2 separate regions of the Oryctolagus cuniculus genome follow, and region 1 is linked to region 2. A link is a contact called in public Micro-C data. All regions are on one chromosome and are shown on one strand. Each heading gives the region's core, a stretch centred on a gene start, on an enhancer-like site or on the middle of the called end of the contact. The rest is flanking DNA. Distances are from core to core; before and after follow the strand shown. Region 1 holds the start of TM9SF3 (transmembrane 9 superfamily member 3). Region 2 holds the start of PIK3AP1 (phosphoinositide-3-kinase adaptor protein 1).

What was found. A called contact is a pair of places that touch in the nucleus more often than the background predicts.
Region 1: a contact with region 2 is called in a Micro-C map of ear pinna, with 7 times the contacts expected there. The contact joins the promoter of TM9SF3 here to the promoter of PIK3AP1 in region 2. A contact is called at or near these places in 2 of 6 Hi-C or Micro-C datasets (ear pinna and an unstated tissue).

Annotation. Positions count from the first base shown.
Region 1 is chr15:33,136,216-33,142,525 of mOryCun1.1, forward strand. It overlaps TM9SF3 (transmembrane 9 superfamily member 3), which reads left to right and starts at 2,004. Exons shown (of 15, transcript XM_070057481.1): 1 at 2,004-2,309. The coding sequence starts at 2,214.
Region 2 is chr15:32,909,329-32,915,595 of mOryCun1.1, forward strand. PIK3AP1 (phosphoinositide-3-kinase adaptor protein 1) reads left to right here and starts at 3,349. Exons shown (of 19, transcript XM_070057477.1): 1 at 3,349-3,487; 2 at 4,932-5,064. The coding sequence starts at 5,057. It overlaps LCOR (ligand dependent nuclear receptor corepressor), which reads right to left and starts at 3,003. Exons shown (of 7, transcript XM_051823446.2): 1 at 2,675-3,003; 2 at 1,620-1,693. The coding sequence starts at 3,003. It also overlaps the pseudogene LOC127484158.

The DNA.
Region 1 (6,310 bases), core at 754-3,253, 230 kb after region 2:
CCAAACATTTATAGGCATGTACAGAAGTAGAAAGTTAACCATTTGTTATGGTTTGAGTCATCCTTCACATTGTTTTCTATCGGTAGACTAACATTTTACTATTTAAAATGGGATTATCTCTATTTTATTTTTAAAGATTGTACTTATTTGAGAGGTAGAGGGAGAGACAGAAAGGTCTTCCATCTGCTGGTTCACTCCCCAAATGGCCACATTAGGTGAAGGTAGGCCGATCCAAAGCTAGGAGCTAGGAGCTTCTCCTGGGTCTCCCACGTGGGTGGCAGGGGCCCAAGTACTTGGACCATCTTCCACTACTTTCCCTGGCCATAAGTGGAGAGCTGGATAGGAAGAGGGTAGCTGGGACATGAACCGGCACCCATATGGGATGCTGGCGCCACTGGCAGAGTCTAAGCCTACTAAAGCCACAGTGCTCTATTTTTTTCAACTTTTTGCACTTAAAAGTACTCCTTGGATATCATTCCATGCCAGATCATACAAATCTATTTCATTTCTTAGAAAGGCTGTACAGTTGGTATCCAAGAGTAGTAAAAGGACCTCTGTGGCACCAGACTTCTTGGGTCTGGTCTTCCAGCAACAGACTGCCTTCTCTACCTCATCTGCCACAGGTGCATACTAATAGAACCTGCTGTGCAGGATTCAGTAAAGAGTTCAGAATAATGTCCTTAGACTAAAACCCTTTAACTAATATGCTGGGAGTGGCTTTTGTTGTTGTTGTTAAGATTTACTTATTTTGAAATAATTACAGAGAGGGAGAGACAGAAGGCTTCCATCTGCTGGTTCACTCTCCGGATTGCCAGCTCTGGGCCAGGATGAAGCCAGGAGCTTCTTCCCAGTCTTCCATGTGGCTGCCAGGATCCCAGGTTCTGGGGCCATCATCCGCTGCCTTCCCAGGCCACTAGCAGAGCATGGGATCAGAAGTGGAGCAGCCAGGACAGGAACCAGCCCATATGAGACGCAAGCATCGCAGGGGGCGGCTTTACCTGCTAAGCAGCAACTCCTTCCAGCCAGGGGTGTTTTAAGCAGGAGTTACAAGCTGGTTTCTTTTTAGAACGCTCAGCCTAGCACCTGTGGGGGAATGATCACTAGCAGGGGAAGTTAGATTGGTGGTGGGGAGACTGTTGTAATCTACAGTGAGGTCAAGATTGGCTGTTACTGGCAGGAAAAAGAGAGGAGAAATAAATTCGAGGTAGTTTTTAACAGACCAAATGTTAGAACTTGTTGGCTGCTGACTTCTGAGACAGGCGACCTGCACGTTTTTGGCTTAGAGGGTTGTATGTATAGATGGTGGTGCCACATTTTGTGAGTTCCTCTTACAGGTCTGGCACTGTTCTAGGCACAGAAAATAGGGCAACAGATTCTGTGCTCTGAGAAATTCACATTCCAAGACAGATCAATGACGATGGGAGACCAACAAATAAGAAGAAAATAAACGAACGAGAACTTCAACGTAGCCCAGTCTTTTCTGAGCAAATGATATTGGTCCAATAAACAAATCAAGCCCGAGAGACTTTAAAACACTTTTAAACCCGGTACAAGTTCAGCAATCGCCCATGCCCGCGAGTCCTTCGCTGGGGTAGACGACAGCCTTGTCAGGCCTCTGATCTGATGCCGCACGCTGGAGAAGGGACTCCGATCATCATCCCATTTCGCAGCCAGGGAAAGCTAAGCACTTCAGCCAAGGTCGCGCTGCTTCAAGGGCCCGGACGCGGCCCTGAGGAGGTTTCGGCCTGTAAGCATGGGCCAGACCAGGCCATTCACAAGGGGTACGAGGCCGCCATGGGGCCGAGTTGGAGTCTGCGGGTGCCCGCCCGACTGCCCGCCAAGGTGGCCGAGCCGCCGCCCCGGGGCCCGAGGGCCGGCCGACGGGGTCCGCGGGCCCGACGGGCGGCGCGAGCGCGGCCTCCCCAGCGTCCGGCGGCGGTTGCGGCCCGCGTCGCGCGGCACTTCCGGCGTGTGCCGGGGTGGCCGGATGACGTGGCTGAGTCAGAGGAAGCGGCCGGGGAGGCGCGGCGGGCGGGGGAGGCTCCGGAGCGGGCGGTGACGGCGGCCGCGGCGGCGGCGGAGGCAGCGGCTGGGCCCGGGCTCTGTGCGTCTCTCCGCGCCCCGTGGATGCGAATCGGCCGCGGCAGAAGCGGCGGCGGCGGCGGCGGAGGAGGAGTCGGTGGGCCGGCGGCGGGCCGGTGGGAGCGCGGAGGATGAGGCCGCTGCCGGGCGCTCCTGGCGTGGCGGCGGCCGCTGCGCTGTTGCTGCTGCTGCTGCCCAGGGCCCGGGCGGACGAGCACGAACACACGGTGAGGAGCCCCGGCCGGCGCAGGGCCCCGCGGCCAGCTTCCTCAGCTCACTGCCTGGGCAGGCCCAGCGCGGCCTGCGGGGCTTGGAGGCCCAGTGCAGCCCCGCGGCCGCTCGAGGGCTCCTTCCGGTTGGGCCTGGCGGAGCAGGAGCCCCGGGAGCGGGGAGGAGGCCCTTCCGTGCGCTCCCGGAGAGCCGGGGCTTCCTTCCACGGGCCCCGGACCCCAGGGGCGCTCTGCCTCTGAGGCCGGGGGCCGGGAAGGAGCCTGGGCAGGGACGGGGTTCGCTTGGCCGTGGGCGGGGAGGGGGGAGGGCTGCAGGCCGGCCGGACTCGGGCTGGAGCCCCCAGGGATGGGGGCTGCTGTCTGGCTGCCCGGGGCTGGGGCTACGACACGACGGAACACGGATGCATCGCGATTACCCGTCATACCGCAACCAGGAAATACCCACCACTTTATGATCCTCTCCGGCCTGGCTCCCCTCGCCCCTCCCTTCTGCCCAGCCGGATCGAAACCCCGGGGTGGGGACAGCGCTAACAAACTTGAGGTGGAGCGCGGGTTACACGTGTACGTGCGACCCGCCCGCCCTGGGTCCGGGGCCTCTCTGCTAACTTTCTCCTCTTCACTCTCCCAGCCGCCGGCCCCGGGGGTCTCTAACTAGGGCAGCTTCCCGTGGGGAAGGGTCTTAAGTTGTCCAGTGTTCCGATCAGGGCTGGAGCAGTCTCTCTTTGCATCTGGCCTAAAGTGGGTGCTCTATTTAATTGCACTTTCACATCAAAGCATGGGTGTTATCGACTCCTGCGGTGGCTTTCGCTTGGGGCTGTTAACTCCCAGGTTTGCGGGGTGGTAGACGCGAGCAAGGCAGAGAAGTCAGGTAAATTGAGAGGTTGCTTTCCAGTAATTATTCTGACACAATTGTGCACCAGAGTTTGCGTGTGTGCTAAGCCCGATGGATTTGGGGCAGTGTGTTGCCGTTGCTGATAAGAGAGGAAATCAAGCAGTCGTCCGTATCTATTTAATGGACTCGATTGGTGTTTTCTCTGTAATGAGCAAAAAGTCTCTGGTGCCACCTGGGTTAGCTGGACTCTTTCTTTAGCTAATAAAAGTTCTGAGCTTTTGGCTACCTCACCTTCATTTACGGCCAGAGTCGTCTTAACTGTATATATGAAGTTATTTAGGGACGCAAGTCCTCAATTAATGACATGTTTTTATCATTGTGATTTTTTTTTTTTACCTTCAGATAATTTTGTTTGGGCGTCAAACAGTTAAATTAAATTCGGTGTTCTGTTGTTTTTGTTTTTCTATCCTGTAACTTGTAAGTTTAAGAACTACTGTTTTTTTCATGTAGTATACAGAGACCAAGGATTGATAGGGGTATTTGATTACTTTTTAATTTCCAGTGAGCGTCCATTTGGTTAGTGGTATTATTACTAATATTTTTCCAATTTACTCAAACATTTTTAAAAAAGTTACTGTGTAAAATTTAAAACTCTCTCTGAGCTACCTTTGGTGGTAACAGGCATACATGCTTGAGAGTAGTCTGCTTTTTTATCTTGTGCTTCGTACTGCTATTAGTAGGGGAAACTATTAATTAAAAATTTATAAATTGAAAGTGTATAAAAGCCTTAGAATAATTTACAAATTTAAAATGTAAATGCCAGTTTCAATGAAATTTTATTGTCAGGAACTTTTTTTTTTTAATGACAGTTGTTGAATATAAGATATTAGATAAAATGTTTTTGTTGACTGCCACAAAAGAGAATGTGGACTATCTGAGGTGGTTGCTGGGCCACACAATTGAGAATCTGTTCATTTGATGTCTACATTGAACTACTCTTGTTTGGTTACCCATAATTACACGCCTATTATTAAAACAGCAAAAAAGTTATAAGAAGAATAGCATTAAGATATAAGTGTAAAACTCAAATCAGTGGTATTCATATTACTGTTTTTTACTGTTAGCCAAAATCTTATGCTTTTTCTAAGTTCCCTTAAAATATTTTTTGGAAAACTAGGCATTCACCCTAGCCAGATAACAGACTAGGGGGGCTATGGGTTGGTAACTTTTTTTTTTTCTTCAAAAAGGCAGAAGTAGCTGGTGAAGAGAGAATGCCGCTGAAGGAGGAGACAGATTGCCAAGGGAAGGTTGCTGAGCGGGTGTTTAATAAATACTTGTGGAATTGAATTATTAAGGAACAGCTTTCGGAATTTAAAGCTTGCCGTTTACATTAACTTTCTGTGAAGGCTATTTGCAGATAGAAATGATAACTAGGGGCTAGGTGTAATACACATACTAACAACTGTGAAATAGATACGATTATGCTTTTTTTCAAGGATGAGGAAACTGAGGCCAAAGAGGTTAAGTCACTTGCAAGAAGCCACAGAACCTGTAGAGGTAGAAGGTGGGATTTGAACCCATACAGTTCTGAGTTTTTAGTGCTCTACATGCTTTGCTGATATGTTTTAAAACCCTTTATCTTGAAAATAGGACAGTAAAACTCTTGGTTTTAAATTGAGTAGTTCTCTGTATCAGTAGTATGCTTTAAGTGTTTAAAGAAATGTATGGTTGAAGCCGGCGCCGTGGCTCAATAGGCTAATCCTCCACCTTGCGGCGCCGGCACACCGGGTTCTAGTCCCGGTTGGGGCGCCGGATTCTGTCCCGGTTGCCCCTCTTCCAGGCCAGCTCTCTGCTATGGCCAGGGAGTGCAGTGGAGGATGGCCCAGGTGCTTGGGCCCTGCACCCCATGGGAGACCAGGAAAAGCACCTGGCTCCTGGCTCCTGCCAGGATCAGCGCGGTGCGCCGGCTGCAGCGGCGGCCATTGGAGGGTGAACCAGCGGCAAAGGAAGACCTTTCTCTCTGTCTCTCTCTCTCACTGTCCACTCTGCCTGTCAAAAAAAAAAAAAAAAAAAAAAAAAAAAAAAAAAAGAAATGTATGGTTGAGTCTAGGTTCAGAATGGGTTGTTACTTAGATGTCTGGATTAGCATTTTTTTTTTTACTTTTTTTTTTTTTTTTTTTTTTTTTTTTGACAGGCGCCGGCCTGGATTAGCACTTAAGAGCGCTATGGCTGGATTTGTGAGCACATGATATGAAGAATCACATAGAAGGCCGGCGCCGCGGCTCACTAGGCTAATCCTCTGCCTGCGGCGCCGGCACCCTGGGTTCTAGTCCCGGTTGGGGCGCTGGATTCTGTCCCAGTTGCTCCTCTTCCAGGCCAGCTCTCTGCTGTGGCCCGGGAGGGCAGTGGAGGATGGCCCAAGTGCTTGGGCCCTGCACCCCATGGGAGACCAGGAAAAGCACCTGGCTCCTGGCTTCGGATTGGAGCAACGCACCGGCCATAGCGGTTATTTGGGGGGGGTGGTAAACCAATGGAAAAAGGAAGACCTTTCTCTCTCTCTGTCTCACTGTCTAACTCTGCTTGTGAAAAATAAATAAATAAATAATTAAAAAATAATCACATAGAACTGTATTTCAATGCTCTGTTGTCACCATCTTGAAATTCTTCATGTTTGAGCAAGGATCCTGCATTTTTATTTTTACTGCCCCTCCAACACACACACACACACACACACACACACATTACATAGCTGTTTCTAAGAAAGGGCAGCTACTTTATGCTGTTCCTCAAAGCCCCTTTTTTCTCTTACTGTACCTACCAAATTAGGATGCAGCTGACATTTGACCAGCATGGTATTTTAAGGTGCTTATTTATCTATAGTTCTTTAAATATTCTCAGAGGAATGATGAGATGGAGATGTACTGACTTGTGGAGTATTTATAGATCTAGAATAGGCAAAGAGACATTTTTCTTAAATTTTAAAAGTTCAATTATATGTAATTATAGGATGCATTTGAAATTAAAGGACACTTTCTTGAAAGGCTTTTAGTAAGTGAAAGGTCATAAAAAGCCCTCTTTGGAGTGAGAGAAAGATGTATAGAGTGTGATTTATCCTTGTTTGGTTTTTTGAAACATAAAGTACAAAGAAGTATGTCTAGAGTTAGAA
Region 2 (6,267 bases), core at 2,099-4,598:
TAGTTGGGAGACTATCAATACATATTACTGCTCAGGGTAAAATACTGCTCTGGACTCTGGACTCAATTCCTCTTGAACTTTACTACCTTCAAGAGGGAATCTGGAGTGAAGAATATGTTCTTAAAAACTGAACTCCAGATTGAAATGCTCCTTCAAAAAAGGTGGATCTAAATTTTAATGCTCAACTTATGTATTTATGTAAGTATTTTACCAGCTGTAATACAAAGAAACTCCTAAAACATCTTGTCAAGCAGGAACAACTAACCACTAAGGATAGGTAGCAATGACTGATAAAAAGGGGACCTGAGGCAGAAGACAGGGATTCAAAGCAAACAGAATTAGAATAAGATAAACAACTTATTAAAAACCACCTAAAATAAACACCAATATTAACTTTAAAAACCTACAGGGTTATATCTGTCATTTCAAAATCTTCTAAAAATTAATAAGCCCTACTGAAAGAAACCAATCACTAAGAAAACTGAAACAAATACAAGTAAAAATTTAGCATTTTATATTACCACAATTCTGTCAACCCATTCATTCCATGTTTCTCAGAACCTCCTGTATCTGCTCTTAAGTGAGGGCTACTACTAACACATGATTCTGAGAAGGGCTTAACCCAATGAAACATTTCAGCAAATGTATGACAGACTTGAAAGAATAAACAAGAAGAGTTTATGATAACTGATCGCCAAAAGGCTATTTCCTGGAGGGAAAAGCTGGGTTTGCACTGACAGGAGAATTTTTAAATCCAACCAACAAGACAAATTATACCAGAAAACCGACCCATGCTTTTATTCTTTACACAAGCATATGCTTTCAAACGTACTTTTAACCTTTGGACAACCAAAGTGATACCAGATACCGTAAAGCATTGTTGCCTATGCGAGCGTTCATTTCGATGTCACAGTCGAAATCCTTAACAAAACTCACATAACACATTCTGATGAAAACTACAGAAATGGAAAGGCTTGTAATTCTCGAGGTAAAGGCTACCTTATTTTTCACTTGTTCAAAGTTTCAGTTTTGCTTTTTAATCCATGACAGAAAACATCCCTTGTGGGACACTGCAGAGGGCAGACCCTCCTGTCAGGCCAGAAGAGTCTAACACAAAGACACCGCGCTAACCAAGTGCTGTAATTCTTCCAAACTGAGCCTCTCCACACCCCCTCCACCCTTCCCCCCAACAGATATGTCTATTAAATCAGTGTCTGTTCTCCCCCTCGCACAACAAAGAGAACTTCTCACCGCATGAAATTGCCGCTGAATGGACACCAGAAAGCAGGATTTGCATAATTCCTTCCAACGAAACCCTGTCGGGAAGGAGGGGATGAGGGGCCCAAGCGAACGGGTGCAATCGCCTAGATTCTGCTGGGGAAGACCTGGTTCCCAAGGCTATTTCCCGGCGGGGGTGGGCGGGGGTGCCGGAATCCTGGGCCTCCCCGAGGGCTGGGCGTGGGGGACCGAGGACGACGAAAGGGCATTCCCCCAAACCCCGGCAGCAGCGGAGCCAAGACCGGGAAACAACAATGCTAAAGGACAGGAGAGGCAGACACAGGGACGGGCCGGGGCTAGGGGGCGGCGGGCGGAGCGGAGACACCACACGGGCCACTTACTTTTTGGAGGGGGGTTAAATATATGAGTTAAGCCCTTATGGTCCCGCCGGCCGCCGCACAGAGGGAAACGGGACCTTGGGAGAGAAAAACAGACAAAACACACAGCGTGAGAGGCGCAGCTCGGCCGCCCGCCCTCCCTCCTGCCCGGGGAAAAGCCACCCGCGGGCGGCCCGCGGCCCGGGAGGCGGGGGTGGGGAGGGCGGGCGAGGCGGTCCGCGAGGCGGCGGCTCCGGCCAATCCCGGGCAGCGGACGAGAGCCACCCCCGCCCGGGCTCCGCGGTCCGGCCGGTCCCACCCCCGCCTCCGCGCCGCGCACACACCGAACACAAATACGCACACACCGACCCGTGCGTCCAGGACCAACTCCCCGGCCGCCTCCAGCACCCGCAGAGGAAGTGCAGCCGCTGCCCCCCGCGGCCATGACACCCCACTTGGCTCCGTCAGGCGGACCCGGGGCCTGTGACAGCTCCGGCTCCCTCCGCCCCCATCTCCACCTCACGCCTCGCACACGCCCGAGCGCCGGGCGCCCGCCCGCCGCCAGCAGCGCGTGCACGCGGGGACGGGGCGCGCCGCCGCGCGTGGGGGAGGGGCGCACGGCGGAGGCCGGCGGCAGCCGGAGAGCGGGCGCGGGGGCCGAGCCGCGGCCCAGCACGCCCTTCCCTCGCGCCACCCCTTGTCCGGCAGCAGCGGCAGCACCGCGGGCCGAGACTCCACAAAAAGCCGGCAGCGGCCAGGCGACCGGCGCGGAGGGGGAGGGGGAGGGGAGGGGAGGGGACGGGCCGCGGGGGAGGGGCTCGCGCTCCCGCCCGAGAGCCCGCCCCGGGGAGGCGCGCGGAGGGGAGGGGCCGGCGCGCGCGCTCAACCCGCGGGAGGAGAACCCGCCCGGGGGTCGCGCGCGCTCGCACTCCGGGGGGTGGGGGAGGGGGCGCCGGAGCCACAGAGGGCGGGCGGGCCGGAGCAGCAATTGCCTCTGCCCCGGCTCCCTCCCCCGCCCGGGGCGGTCGGCGGCGGGGCGGTCTAGGGGCCGGCGGCGGCCGGGAGAGGGTCTCACCTACACAGTGAATGAGCTTGTGGCGCCACGAGTCCAGTTCTTGCCGAAAGCCGCGTCTCTCAACTGAGCATTGCTGCCGCCTACACACCCTCGCCATCTTCTGCCGCCCGCCCGGCCCTGCCTCCGCCGCGGCTCCGCGCACGCCCAGCCGCGTCGCCCGGGGCCGCGCACGCACCCGCGGCCTAGGCGTCGCGCCTCCCGCCGGGGGCGGCGCGGGGGCAGGCCCGGCCTCACCTCGCCTTGGCCCCGGCGTGGCTCCGGGGCGCCGTGGGTCCACGCGCCGGCCGGCCTGCACGCTCCGCGGCCCTGCGTTGCCGCCCGTCGGGCTGCCATCCTGGTCGTGCTGGGCCGCGGCCGCGGCCGCCCCCGCCTCCGGCTGCCCAGGAGGGCGCCTTCCCACGGCCGGGGCTCAGCCTCGCGCTGTCCCCCAAGGCCACGGCGGCCCCTTCCCTCCCCGGGGCTTTTTGTTTTTTAAACCAGGCCCATTTGTCATGTCCCACCTGCCTATCGCCCGACACCAACTGTTGCAAGTTCCGCTTAAGTGCGCCTCGGAACTTCTCGGCCGAAACTGCTCCTGCCGGAGCGTGCTGGAGAGGCAGGAGCAGGAATAAAAGCCCGGAGGGCCGTGGAGGCCCTGAGGCTCTCAAAGGTGAACTGGACGCAACTGTTAAGTCATTGGAAGACCTGGGCGACATCCGTAAACGAAAGAGAACGAAAAAGCCGGGAGGCTTTCCCCGGCAAGGCTGATCAGAGGCGACATTCTCAAGGGGTTTCAGGAAATTGTGGGAAAGAGGACGGTGGTCAACAGCAGGCTCAGGTAGAACTATTCAAAGCAGACTGTTGGAAAATGCCCTAATTCCGGATTTCAGCACAGGTCTGGAAGAGAAGCGTGTTCGATGAGGAAGGGGATTTCCAAGTACCTCCTGAAATAATCTCTCTGCACAAGGCACTGCCTGTGCTGCTGTTTGGTTTAAGCATTGCTTCACTGTTACTGGGGAGCGAAGAAAGAAGGATGGGGGAGCGAAAGGAGAAAAGGTAAAGGAGAAAGAGGGGAGAGGAAGAGGAGAAAAAACGAAGGAAAAGAGAGCCCTGTGCCAAAGGCCTGGTACCCTAGGATGCTGGCCTCATATCCCCTTTTTGGTTTAAGATTAAGGACAGCGCGTTTCTGCTTTCAGATATTTAAATGCAGACACTCAATTTTAATTACTATAGTGGATAAGCAATGTCCTTAAGGATCCCGTTGGTGTTTCCATCAGATCTTTTCAAAAGTTCTGGTTCCTGGTTCTCTGAACCATTCTCTCGTGGAATGGAGGAATCTATCCATAAGAGAGGGACTGGGTGGGTCCCTTGGGTAGGGCTGGTCTGAGTTGCTTAGGCAGAAAGAGGCTTGCCCCACCCCTCAATGTAAAATAATCCTTTTCGCAATTCTAGAAAGTCCACAGTATTTCATGGGCGAAAGAGTACTGTCAAATGGCCGGACTGTTAAGTCAGGGAGTGTCGAGTTTCTGTGCACGCAGTACTATCCCAGGGCCTGAGGAGAGAGGGGTGGGAGACGAAAGGCTGCCTGGACAACCGTCCTGTCCCGAGTCCTGGCACCACACCTTGCATCCCATCCGGAAACGTCCTTTCTTCACCGCTAGGTGGTGGGTTTGAGTCTTTTTGTAGCTTTTAACCGAGTTTTCTAGTTTTCTGTGATGGGAAGTAAGTTTCCTAAAATGTCCAGGGTGCGAAGAACAATGTAATTCAAAAATGAATTGATAATGAATGTATTCTCTAGTCACCCCACACAATTTTGGTGTAAAACAAACTAAGATTGATTCTTTCTCAACATAATATCTTAAAGAGTCTCAAGGAGAGAATCCTAGAGGTTTCAGAGGTCAATTCTAAAGAAAGCCATAGATTCTCAGATACGTGGCATAGAATTGGGAGCCCTGACAAATAAGGTGACTGACTTGACCAAGGCTGCAGAACTCCCAGACAGAGGGAGGGCAGCAAAAGCCATGAGATAAGTTTCCCAACTCTTCAGTATTATTTCCACGGTTTCACTTTGAATGCCAACCTCTACTCCACTTATTTTACCTTGGGAACCTACATATAATTGATCCCTTATAAAGGCCTTTTTGGAAGAAAAGATACGGAGGGTGATAATAGCTACTGTTTATTGAATGCCGTCTGTGTATGTTTAGCATCACTACATGATTTAATTCCATCTGAGTAGCAATGAAGGCAATGAAGTAGGTATTTTTTACTATATTTTCCAGGGGAGTTGTATATATCCATGTCCCAGGTCACATCATTAGCAATGGAAACCAGAATTCTATCCAAGATCACTCTGACTCCAAACCCTTCTAAGTTGCCATGGAAGTGGAAGCAGCAGAGATGATCCATGCCCAGGTGAGCAGTCGGAACACACATTCTAAGCTCCTGTCAGATGTTAGGCAGTGTCCTAGGTGCTGAGGACAAGCACATAGCAAAGTCCTAATTTGTGACCTGCATTACCTTTGGCCACCCTGGAAGGGGCCCTTAGCTATAAACTCTTTCCCCTTTTGAGAAGGGTTAAGAATACAACAGTTAAGAAAAGAGCACTTGGGGGCTGGTGCTGTGGCTCAGTGGGTTAAGTGGCTGCCTACAATGCTGGAATCCATACGGGTGCCAGGTTGAGTCCTGGCTGCTCCACTTCCCATCCAGCTCTCTGCTATGTGCCTGGGAAAAAGCAGTGGTGGTTAGCCCAAGTCCTTGGGCCCTTGCACCCAGGTGGGAGACCTGGGAGAAGCTCTTGGCTCCTGGCTTCAACCTGGTCCAGTTCCAGCCATTGCAGCCATTTGGAGTAACTCTTCCTTTCAAATAAATAAATATTAAAAAAAAAAAAAAAGAAAAACCTAAAACAGGGTGAGCTTGCTTATAATCTTGGTTCCATCTCTTAGGGGCTGTGTGGTTCTAGTCATCAATTTCCTTGTGTGAAAAGGAGGTTAACTGTACAAAATCAGGTTTTTGTGAAGGTGAAGGTGAAATGAAATGATCCACCTGCAGCTGCTGACATATTGTCAGCATGAGGTTCATGTCACATCTCATGATTAGGTTTCCCAAACTTCTGTCTACCTGCCCAGCATGCAGCATGACAGGAAACAAAGAGGCTTGTGCAGCTCAGAGTCAGTCTGTAAGAGTGTGAAGGAATGCCGGCCATGACCTTGGTCTTTGAAAACAACGTAGTCTGAGTTGTGCTCTGTAGCTCTCAGTGGGCTCCAGATGCCGGAAGAAATAGATTACAGAGAAACTGTAGTGGAGAAGGGAGCAACTTGTCTGTGAACTGTGAGTCTGGGTCTGTCTGGGTTAGACCCACCACTACCTTGTGTCAGATGAGGCGGAAACAGCAGGCAATAGGGAAATGACCTTAGATAAATGGGGAATTGGGGCCTTCCAAGGAAGGAAACATCCTGATGGGAGATTTTTAAAAATACGGTTGACTTCTAATGAAGTCTAGTAAGTAACAGATTCTTTTTGAAGCGCTTTTCATGGATAATGTGATATTCCTGACAACAACACAATCAATTATCCCCCCATTTTGTAACAATACATAGTGGTTAAGTACTTTGCCCA